3 separate regions of the Triticum aestivum genome follow, and regions 2 and 3 are each linked to region 1. The links are chromatin contacts, called in public Hi-C and HiCAR-type maps. All regions are on one chromosome and are shown on one strand. Each heading gives the region's core, a stretch centred on a gene start, on an enhancer-like site or on the middle of the called end of the contact. The rest is flanking DNA. Distances are from core to core; before and after follow the strand shown. Region 1 has its middle 32 kb from the start of LOC100125729. Region 2 has its middle 16 kb from the start of LOC123099004. Region 3 holds the start of LOC123099005 (50S ribosomal protein L11, chloroplastic).

Region 1 (3,009 bases), core at 153-2,652:
CAGGGCCAGAAGAATGTCTAACTCCCCCAAAAGTTACCCATGGTTTAGGGACGGTAAGTGGAATTTCAGGCTTCTAGACCTAGATATTTGATAAATAGCGTTGAAGGCCTGAAAATATCCAAATCGTCTGGTCTAGACATTTTGATGACCCACGTCGGAGATACCCTCAGACTTGGAGTTTGTTGGTTCCCACGAATCTCTTTTGCGATATGAATTTGACAGGTCACGCTAATCTACTTTCCAGTCATCTTGGGTGCTGCACTTTTCGAAAAAAATCTTGGATGCCGCCACCTTTTTTCTTTCACATTACATGGATCAGTCGATGCGGTAACCTTTTCCGTTTGACATGAATATAGCAACTTTATTTGCCGGCAAAGTGAACGCAACTACAACTAAGCGGCAGGGTTAGACTCGATCTTTCTTCTTTCTTTTCACCTTTTGGCAACGACGGGATGGGCCTATAGCATCTACTCCAAAGTTACCACGGCAGCGAAAAAGTGTCACCGGAATTAGGGAACGTGCGATTTAGCATGTCCGATCTAGTGCTAGCTTTCCCTTTTCCTCCTTGTTGTCGTCGGCAAAGGCGTGGGCACCGGCGCACCGCCGTTTGATTAATCCGGGCGGCACCGGCGCACCGCCGTTTGAAAAGTCGCCGGGTGGCCTCGCCCTGTCACACTCCACTCGGACCCCGACGGCACCGCCAGTAGAAGATCTTCCGGGAATTCCGGCCGGAGTACCCCGCGGAGTGGACTGGATCTCCGGTGAGTGGTGTTGCTTTGCGTTCCGCCCATGCGCGCGACGGGGACGGAAGGAACCGACGACCGAAACGTACTACCTACGATATGATACATCTACATCGATCACATGCCGCACGGCTGACGCGCCGAGCAAGCTGCACCGCGCAATGCTTGCCGGAACAGTGCCGCTCCACGTGCCCGCCCTAGCTCGCAAACGTGACGCGGTTCCAACGGCTCATGGTCATGGTGCACCCGGCAGAGGAGGATCGATCAGTACTGACTCGGTCGGTGACAGACAGCTCCAAGTCAAGTCAAGAGGTCGGTGAGCACTGCTCATGGGCCATAGAAGATACTTGTGAGCTACACGGTGCCCATGTAGAGGATAGGCACGAGTTGGGGGCCGGCCCATGCGAGTGACTATGCGACGACGCATGCGCGTCCAGTAGCTAGCTTAGCTAAAGTCGCTCACTGGTTCCTGGATGTACACGACCATAAGGACTAGATAAGCAGGGACGAACGCACGTGCTCGTGACCTCTCAAAGAAAAAGCACGCACGTGCTGGCGAGTGAGTGCACCGCGCCCGGCTTGTAGCGTACGTGTCCTTGCCCACACCGGTGGATCGACGTGACTCGGTCGTGGTATCGCTCTCGTCCACGTACGTACGGGTGCAGCGGCTTCGTCAATCGTCATCCGGGCGGGAACACGTCAAAACGATGGGGACGTGCACGCGCCTAGGAGAGGGCGAGGCGTAGCAATCCTCTCCAGGATCGCCACAGGTCAGGTAGACGCGCTTGACCGTCAGGTTGCTTTCGTTCGTGGCGGTCTCTGACTTTCATTGTCACAACCAATCACGTTTGTACCCTCAAAAAGAAAAACCAATCACGTTTTTTTTAATAATAAAGTCCACAAATTATGGGCCAGTAATAAGCACTCCATGTACTAAAACCACATCACTTATTTTAGAACGTACTGCATTCTTCGTCATATAAAACATGTTGAACGATTTAAAAAAGGATCCAACCACATACATCGGTGTTATATATACAGCCCCAAAAATTATAGCTTTCATTTTGACGTACACTACAAGAATAAAAGTATAAATCAGTTGTAAATAGTGCCAAATACTAGTCAGTCAAAGGTGACACTATTCACATTTGAGTTTTTTTTTTTTGCTCTAACTGTAGACTGAAATTTTGGAGTAGTCAATCTAACCCAGAATTATACCATTACAATTTCCAAATCTATTTTTTTATGGATTGATCCAATGATCTTATCTAAAGGTCCACTCCGAAATGTTAGGGGTGATTGTAGTAAAAAAATCACCGTCGCTGTTTGAGAAATTTCCGAGCAAACACCGGACGGACATAAACAACAAAAGAGCTGCATATATTAATTCCCTATATACAAGCTGCATACGACGCAAGTCAACATGTAGTAAACAAACGTAAAACTTTGAAATGCTAGCAACACTAAACTACACAGCCTGACAGATCACTTAAGCCATGTTTCTGTATGCACCACGATGCTCAATTGATTGAGCATCTTGATTTGAAACGAGTATAGTATCTTCTCTCTCCTTGACTTGTGGTAAGAAGCTAACTGGTCGAGCAAAGATAATGCTGGTGTACGTACGATTGCGTGTCAATCAGTGCAAACGACAGTGCATTCTTCCATTCGTTCGCTTTCATTCACCGCTGGAGAGAGTGTCCGGGCTTGCATCGCCAGATCACCAGAGACACAACTGGTTATCGCCTCACGTCATCAGCGTATATGTCGCTCGTCCGTAGTGACATCGAGTGCGTACGTCCGTTGTGATGGAATATGCTCCCTGATCTCGAGGATATATTCTACTCTGACGAGATTTTGTCAGGCTAAGAGAAGGTTGACCCTCGAGGTCTTTGTCGCCAGTAGTTGTCTTCTGTACGTAGCTGACGTAGAGCCTGACATTATTAAAAATTGGAGGGGATCTTTCTTTTTCTGAAGTTGAATTCCTAGAAATCATGAGAAATCCTAACGCAACCTAAGAATCCTTACCTTGTTTTATTTGACAATCCGTCTATTTACGCAATAGTGCGAGTGAAGAAACTAAAGAAAATCGACACCACCATAGGCAACAAAGGCCCATTGTATTGTGGAAACAAAGGTCACATCGATTAGATCAAAGTGTCATGGCTAAGTGTAGTACGTGTATCGGGCGGGAAATCTTCATATACATACCACACCTCTAATTTGCGCTCGATACAAAAAAAAAAGTACTCCACACCCGTCCCAA
Region 2 (3,311 bases), core at 385-2,884, 140 kb before region 1:
GAGATTTCAATCCAATTGGGGGGGGGGGGGGGTTGTGGACTTACAGAGGTGGCAGCTTGAGGTGTGCCAGGAGGACGCCAGTAGTGCCATCGGTCACGGGTGGCGGTGGGAGGTGGCCTGGATGGCCTTGGAGGACGGCAAGAGAATGGTGGCCGCAGGAAGCTAGGGCAAAAGATGACCTGAGGTAGAAGATGCAATCCAGCCTTGAGATTTCAATCCAATTGGGGGGGGGGGGGTCGTCACTTGACTCCAAATTTCTTTTAAGACTACTTACAATTACCACGTCCCTTCTTTTTTTTAGAAAGGAAACTACCTCTTTTTCTGGGGGAAATTCTTATAAACACAAAATGTGTATCCCTGTATTTTTTTCTTCGCTTGGGCATGGACGGCAGTTTGTTTTCTTTCTTGTTTTGTACCATGTGGAAGCTAGTCAGATGCAGCACACAAAGTGAGCATTTCAAGTCATTGACAAAACAGAGTGGCATCTAACGTGTTCAGACATATATTGGGTAACCCTGGTGGTTTGAAGTTGACCTCATATTGGTTGAGTGTATCATCCTCCCTCTAACCATCTAATTACATGAGTTGATTTCATGAAGAACAACTCAACATAATAAATTTCAAGATTGAAAGAAGCCACATATATTTCGAATGACCTCGGAGGAGAAGTCGATCAACTTGCTAATGCTCCCATTACCAAGTTGAACACATTATTAAAAAAAGGCCCATGGCATCATTGCTGATCCAGGGTCTAATGCCATCATATTGGTAATCCGAGTCTCTTTAATTCACATCATTTGAGAGAGAGAGAGAGAGAGAGTTTCTTTTCAAAAGACTGTATTGTTATAGTGACCACTCCGTCGTAAAAGGATCTATGTAACCAAACATAGTTAAATTAAAGTAACTTGTAATCGAACTAGAAGGATGATCCTCGTAAATGCAAGGGGGTTATCCTTAGTGCGTCAAAGGTGTTAAGCACTCATGTTTATCTCTTGTAATGATGTAAATGATTTACCCCCTTCATTAACTGCACAATACTATTATTTTAAATATCGAATCATTTCTAAAATGTGTATCTTTTGATCTTTGTTTTGCATACTAATATATGATTATGTTGCTAGTAAATGACAAAAACGAATTATGAAATGTTTTGTTTTACGAAAAATTCTATTTCTTGCAACGGTCTATATATCCAGTCAGCCAGAGCTACACCGTGGACACCAACCGGACTAACCCGCAATCCGCACGCCCGCTAGACCTGGCTGCTATTGAAAACAAAACAAAAAGTCTTCGTTCAAAAAAAAAATTCTTATGAAATACTGTGACACTGGTCGTCTTCACTATGTGCGTTTTTCACTGTCCAGTATTGACTTGGTCTACACGCCGCCGGCTAAGAGATTCCCTCCTTTCAAAGCGGCTGCTATTCAAAGTTTGAATTGTATCTTGTGGATAAAGAGAAAACTTTGAATTGTACCGTAGTACCACTCTCTCTGAACCTTCCTCCTAAGCCAAGCAAGTGGCTGCTTAGACCAAGTCCTCCACACTGCTCCACGGTCAGATTTGTATAGTGCTTCAAAGACGGCACTGTCCACGTCCACGGAAAGATGGGACCGGCCGGGATTCCAGGTCTCTACTAGTTCACAGAAACTGCCTATACTCTGGAAACTGAGCATAAAGCAAACGCCCATTGGAGTATGCACATGACAAGTACTTGCTTCGCCGATCAGACGTGCTGCCAACCGGCTCCGAACGAAAACGTTTGGCTTTGCGCTTATGGAAGTTTGGCCTCCGCCGTCGTCTTCGCTCAGGGTTGGCGACTGCAGGACTATGAAACAACCGACTCGATCGGGAAAAGAAATGATGCACGCCTGCTCGTTTGGGAAGAGGGCAACTGAAACCACGTCCGCAGCTGCCTCGGTTGTAACCTAAAATTCGTTACGTTCTCACGGTGTAGTGCGTGTATCATGTTAGCCACGGCGCTTCCACGTCATACATGTGCTAGATTCTTTGCTTTCCAGTGATGTGCGCGCACATGAGCCACACCTAGATAAAAAAAATTGACACCACACCTGCTTCATACATGCCACCCACCCTCTCGAAACAGGCTTTCGCCCCGCTGTATATATAAAGCAATTATCGAACAAAGTATACGGCCGAACGATGCAAAATGGTGAGGTAGCTCTCATACAATGCCGATCATAAGATGGCCGGATCACGCAGACCTACTACGCTACCGAATGAAAGCATTGGGAGCACCGAGTACAACGCCACACACAACCCTAAACACCTAAGCTCCACGACAACGCCACTAGGAGGGAAAACGGTGCAAAGCGTCGCCGCTGCTGAGTCCAGAAGGGACTAGGGTCTTCACCCGGAACCCTGACATGAAGAGGAGCACCACAACGACGTCTTTAGGTAGATAGCGGCGGCCCGCAAGCGTCGCCATCGTTGGCGACAAAGCGCAGAGTTTTCGTTCGGCAGCTCCCACATGCCACACAAGGTCTTCAGGACAGGCGCAGCAAGATTAGCGTCTCAGGTCTGGATCGGGGCGACACCACTGCCAAAGACAGGGAGAACGCCTGACCACGCATCGCTACCCTCCTGCCGCTCACATGGCCAAGGAGGGAGCCATCATCACCGACATGGTGCCTGCCGAAAAGCCAACCATGCGGACTGCCATCCGAAGCTGCCGCTCCAGCATCCACGTCCAAGCCACCACTATCCGTCCACATCACGGAGCACCAACCACGGAAGGAGGAAAGAAAGGGCCGGGGTCTCCTTTCATTCCTAGCCTGGCATCGGCCACGGGATCTGTGCCGATGCCCCCACAGTAGGGGGTGTCCACGCCTGCGTTCCCAGCCAATCCCGGGAGACCGGGGGGAGGGGGGCACAACCCCATGACTACCGACGGCAGCCGTCAAGCCCGCTCGCGTGACGCCTCAACCATGGTCACCGGCACTCATCTGCCTCACAACATAGTGGAGACTCGACCACCACCACCGTCCACCATGCCCGCGAGGAGAGCACGAGCACCACCCCGCAGGCACACCACGGGCCAAGCCCGACCTCTCCTACCCGAAGCACAAGCTTCGATCCGCGCCGGGCCCAGATCTAGCCTGGCCGAGCAGGAACCCTATATCTATACCTACCGACGGTACACATCCAGGAGAAGGAGGGCGCCACCGCCACCCCGCACCACCTGAAACCCCATAGTCGTTGCGCCGCCGTAGCCCTTCGAAGTCCGCACCGCCGCCCTGCCTACTCATAGCCACACTAAGAACAAACATAGCCCACCAACGCTAGGACTAAGC
Region 3 (2,875 bases), core at 150-2,649, 190 kb before region 1:
AGGCTACTTTAGTCCACAAAAATGTCTTAGATTTTGGTACAGAGGTAGTAAGTGTTAACTCAAGGTATTAGTTTTGTAGAGGTCCATATGCAATTCATCAGATACAGATAAAGGATCAGTCTGTCCCATGTGTGGAAAATTGGTATGCAGATAGCAACTCACAGACCACTTTCCTTGTCAGTAGGTCAACATTTTGGTATATGCATTTGCAATTAAAATTATTAATAATATCATAATGAATCATTAATCAGTCCCTCTACAGTCTGCACATACTTTTTAAACTCAACCATAGTATTCTTATACTCCCTCGGTTCCTAAATATAAGTCTTTTTAGACATTTCAAATGGACTACAACATACGGATGTACGTAGACATATATTAGAGTGTAGATTCACTCTTTTTGCTCCGTATGTAGTCACTTGTTGGAATCTCTAGAAAGACTTATATTTGGGAACGGAGGGAGTAGAATTTGAACAAGCTAGGCTCCCACAGACACTAACAAATCAATCTAGCTACTGCATTTACCTTTTGCCCAATTAACCCCATATGGCCATATATCTTCAATATGGTGCATGAACCTCAAATTATGTACAATTTGATGCTAATCATCCGGGTGCATACCTGCAGCCTTGAGGAGCAGCACTGATGCAGGGGGTGTCTTCAAGATAAAGGTGAAGCTCTTATCCTGCAAAACACAAAGGCAATGGCACACGCATCATGAGAATCAACCCACATTACCAATGCATTCTGCACACACATTTAACATTCAGACTCGGGGGATTAACCAGCAGTGCAGGCTCACATCGAACACGGTGATCTCGACGGGGATGATGTAGCCGGGCTTGTCGGCCGTCTTGGCATTGTAGTCCTTGCAGAAGGCCATGATGTTGACACCCTTGGCGCCGAGCGCGGGGCCGACGGGCGGCGCCGGCGTCGCTTTGCCCGCCTCCAGCGCCAGCTTTATGATGCCCACCACTGCAGAACATTAACCACACACATATCGGGCGCAGTTTAGCCGGAGCACTAGACGGGGGCCGCACAAGACCATGCCGGGTGGGATGAAGGTGGAGGCGAGCGCAGGCACGGACCTTTCTTGGGCTTGGCCCCGGGCTTGGGGGGCGCCATGGCCCTGACGGCGAACACCCTCCGCGCGGGCGTGGCCGCGGCCGCGAGTGCCGCCGGGCGGAGGAAGGAGGAGGGGGCGCCGAGGAAGGAGGAGGTGAGCTTCTTGGCGGTCGGGGACGGGAGCCCGTGGAGGGATAAGGTTGTGGTGGCCATGGCTGTGCGCTGGGAGGGAGGAGTCGGCTGCTCTCTGTTCTGCTCTGCTCTGCTCTTCTCTCCTATCTTCTTCTAATCTGCTATCTGCTGGGCTAAGGTTAGAGAAGGCGCTGTACAGGTGAGTTCGTCTTCGCTGGGAGGACACGGTTTTCATCTTGCCAATGACGACCCAGTTTATTATTTATTTTTTTGAGCGGTAGGACAACCCACTACTGACGCCAGAAGGCCGGGGACGGAGGAATAGGGTCGCTGATAGCATGGGCCGGCCCACTAGCTTGCTGCCCCAGTTTTTTTGTTTTTCTGTTACGAAAATAAAAATATGAAATCAAAAAAGGTTTACAGATTTAAAGAAAAAAATTCATATCTTTAAAAAAGGTTCATCAATTTTGAAAAAAGTTCATTAATTTGAAAAAAAGTTCATTCAAATTGAAAAAAAGTTCATCCAATTTATAAAAAGTTCATTAATTTTTCAAAAAGTTCATCAAATTTGAAAAAAGTTCATAGAAATTCAAAATAAGTTCATGTATTTTTAGGAAAAGTTCATTGAACTTAAAAAATCATAAATAAAAACAATTCATCCATTTTCAAAAAGATGTCATCAAATTTCAAAAAAGTTCATCGATATTCGAAAAAGATCATCAATCTGAAAAAAACTGTTGACTTTATTTAAAAAAGTTCATAGATATTTAGAAAAGTTCACAGAATTTTCAAAAACAAAAATCAACCGGCGCCTAGATGGGCCGGCCCATTTCCGGACGCCACAGGCGCCAGTTAACTGGCGCCTGTGGCGCCAAATAGGAAATGCTCACTGAGAAGGCCCATATTTCCGTCGGTGCAAAGGCCAGGACACAGGAATAAGGTTAATGGGCTTCTGAAGTAGTCGTCGCAAAGCTTCTACCTGGACCGGCTACTGCAGAAGCCCATTAACACATAATTTTTTTAAATGAAAATATGTATTTTTATGTTTATAGATTTAAAAACTGCCATCATAAATAATTTGATATTGACATAAAAAGATGTGCCTATTGTGAAAAGAAAGTTTTCATGTATTTTAACATAGATGTTCATAGCTCCAATAGCAAATGTCCACGCACTTTTAAAACATTCACATCTCTCAAAAGACATGTTTATGTATTATTACAGAACAAAAATGTAAAATGGTCATGTACATAAATGCCCATGTACGTGCCCATAAGCAAGATCACTCTTCACACCTATCCTACGCTAAAGGCAAAGAATAGGATTCAGAATCACTCGAAGCAGACACATGTGTCCATGTGACCCAAAGCATCGCACATGTGGGCCCGTCTTTAACAGGAGACCCACGTGATAGACAATGAGGACAAACTAGTTTGTAAAACATGTGAAAAGGCTTGTGTGAGTCAAACGAAAGCCCCTTTGTATCGAACAAAATGTTCACATTAGTACCAATAAAATTGTTCAACATGTAAAAAAACTTTGGGGTAAATAATTTTTAAAATTATGTTCCATCCTTATATGAAAATAACAATTTTTAAAATAAACTGTTGAAACAAAAAAATAATAGAATCTGCAGCAAAATCAACAAATAAACGTACTTGATGCAAATTAAAATCTT

Evidence for each region. A called contact is a pair of places that touch in the nucleus more often than the background predicts. HiCAR-type assays count read pairs that join an accessible place to other places.
Region 2: a contact with region 1 is called in a HiCAR-type map of leaf, with 6 times the contacts expected there. The contact joins two enhancer-like sites. A contact is called at or near these places in 3 of 5 Hi-C or Micro-C datasets (leaf and root) and 1 of 1 datasets of contacts at active chromatin or transcription factors (leaf).
Region 3: a contact with region 1 is called in a Hi-C map of leaf, with 3 times the contacts expected there. The contact joins the promoter of LOC123099005 here to the enhancer-like site in region 1. A contact is called at or near these places in 2 of 5 Hi-C or Micro-C datasets (both in leaf).

What each region holds. Positions count from the first base shown.
Region 1 is chr4D:498,436,319-498,439,327 of IWGSC CS RefSeq v2.1, reverse strand. No RefSeq gene overlaps it. Among protein-coding and RNA genes, the nearest start is that of LOC100125729, 32 kb to the right of the region's middle. Within about 2 kb of position 1,402, at least 5 of the 8 cell types and tissues checked have an H3K27ac peak or open chromatin away from gene starts, as enhancers often do. A contact at or near this core is called in leaf, where this site is marked.
Region 2 is chr4D:498,574,869-498,578,179 of IWGSC CS RefSeq v2.1, reverse strand. No RefSeq gene overlaps it. Among protein-coding and RNA genes, the nearest start is that of LOC123099004, 16 kb to the left of the region's middle. Within about 2 kb of position 1,634, at least 1 of the 8 cell types and tissues checked has an H3K27ac peak or open chromatin away from gene starts, as enhancers often do. A contact at or near this core is called in leaf, where this site is marked.
Region 3 is chr4D:498,629,411-498,632,285 of IWGSC CS RefSeq v2.1, reverse strand. LOC123099005 (50S ribosomal protein L11, chloroplastic) reads right to left here and starts at 1,399. Exons shown (of 4, transcript XM_044521112.1): 1 at 1,089-1,399; 2 at 803-975; 3 at 622-685. The coding sequence starts at 1,278.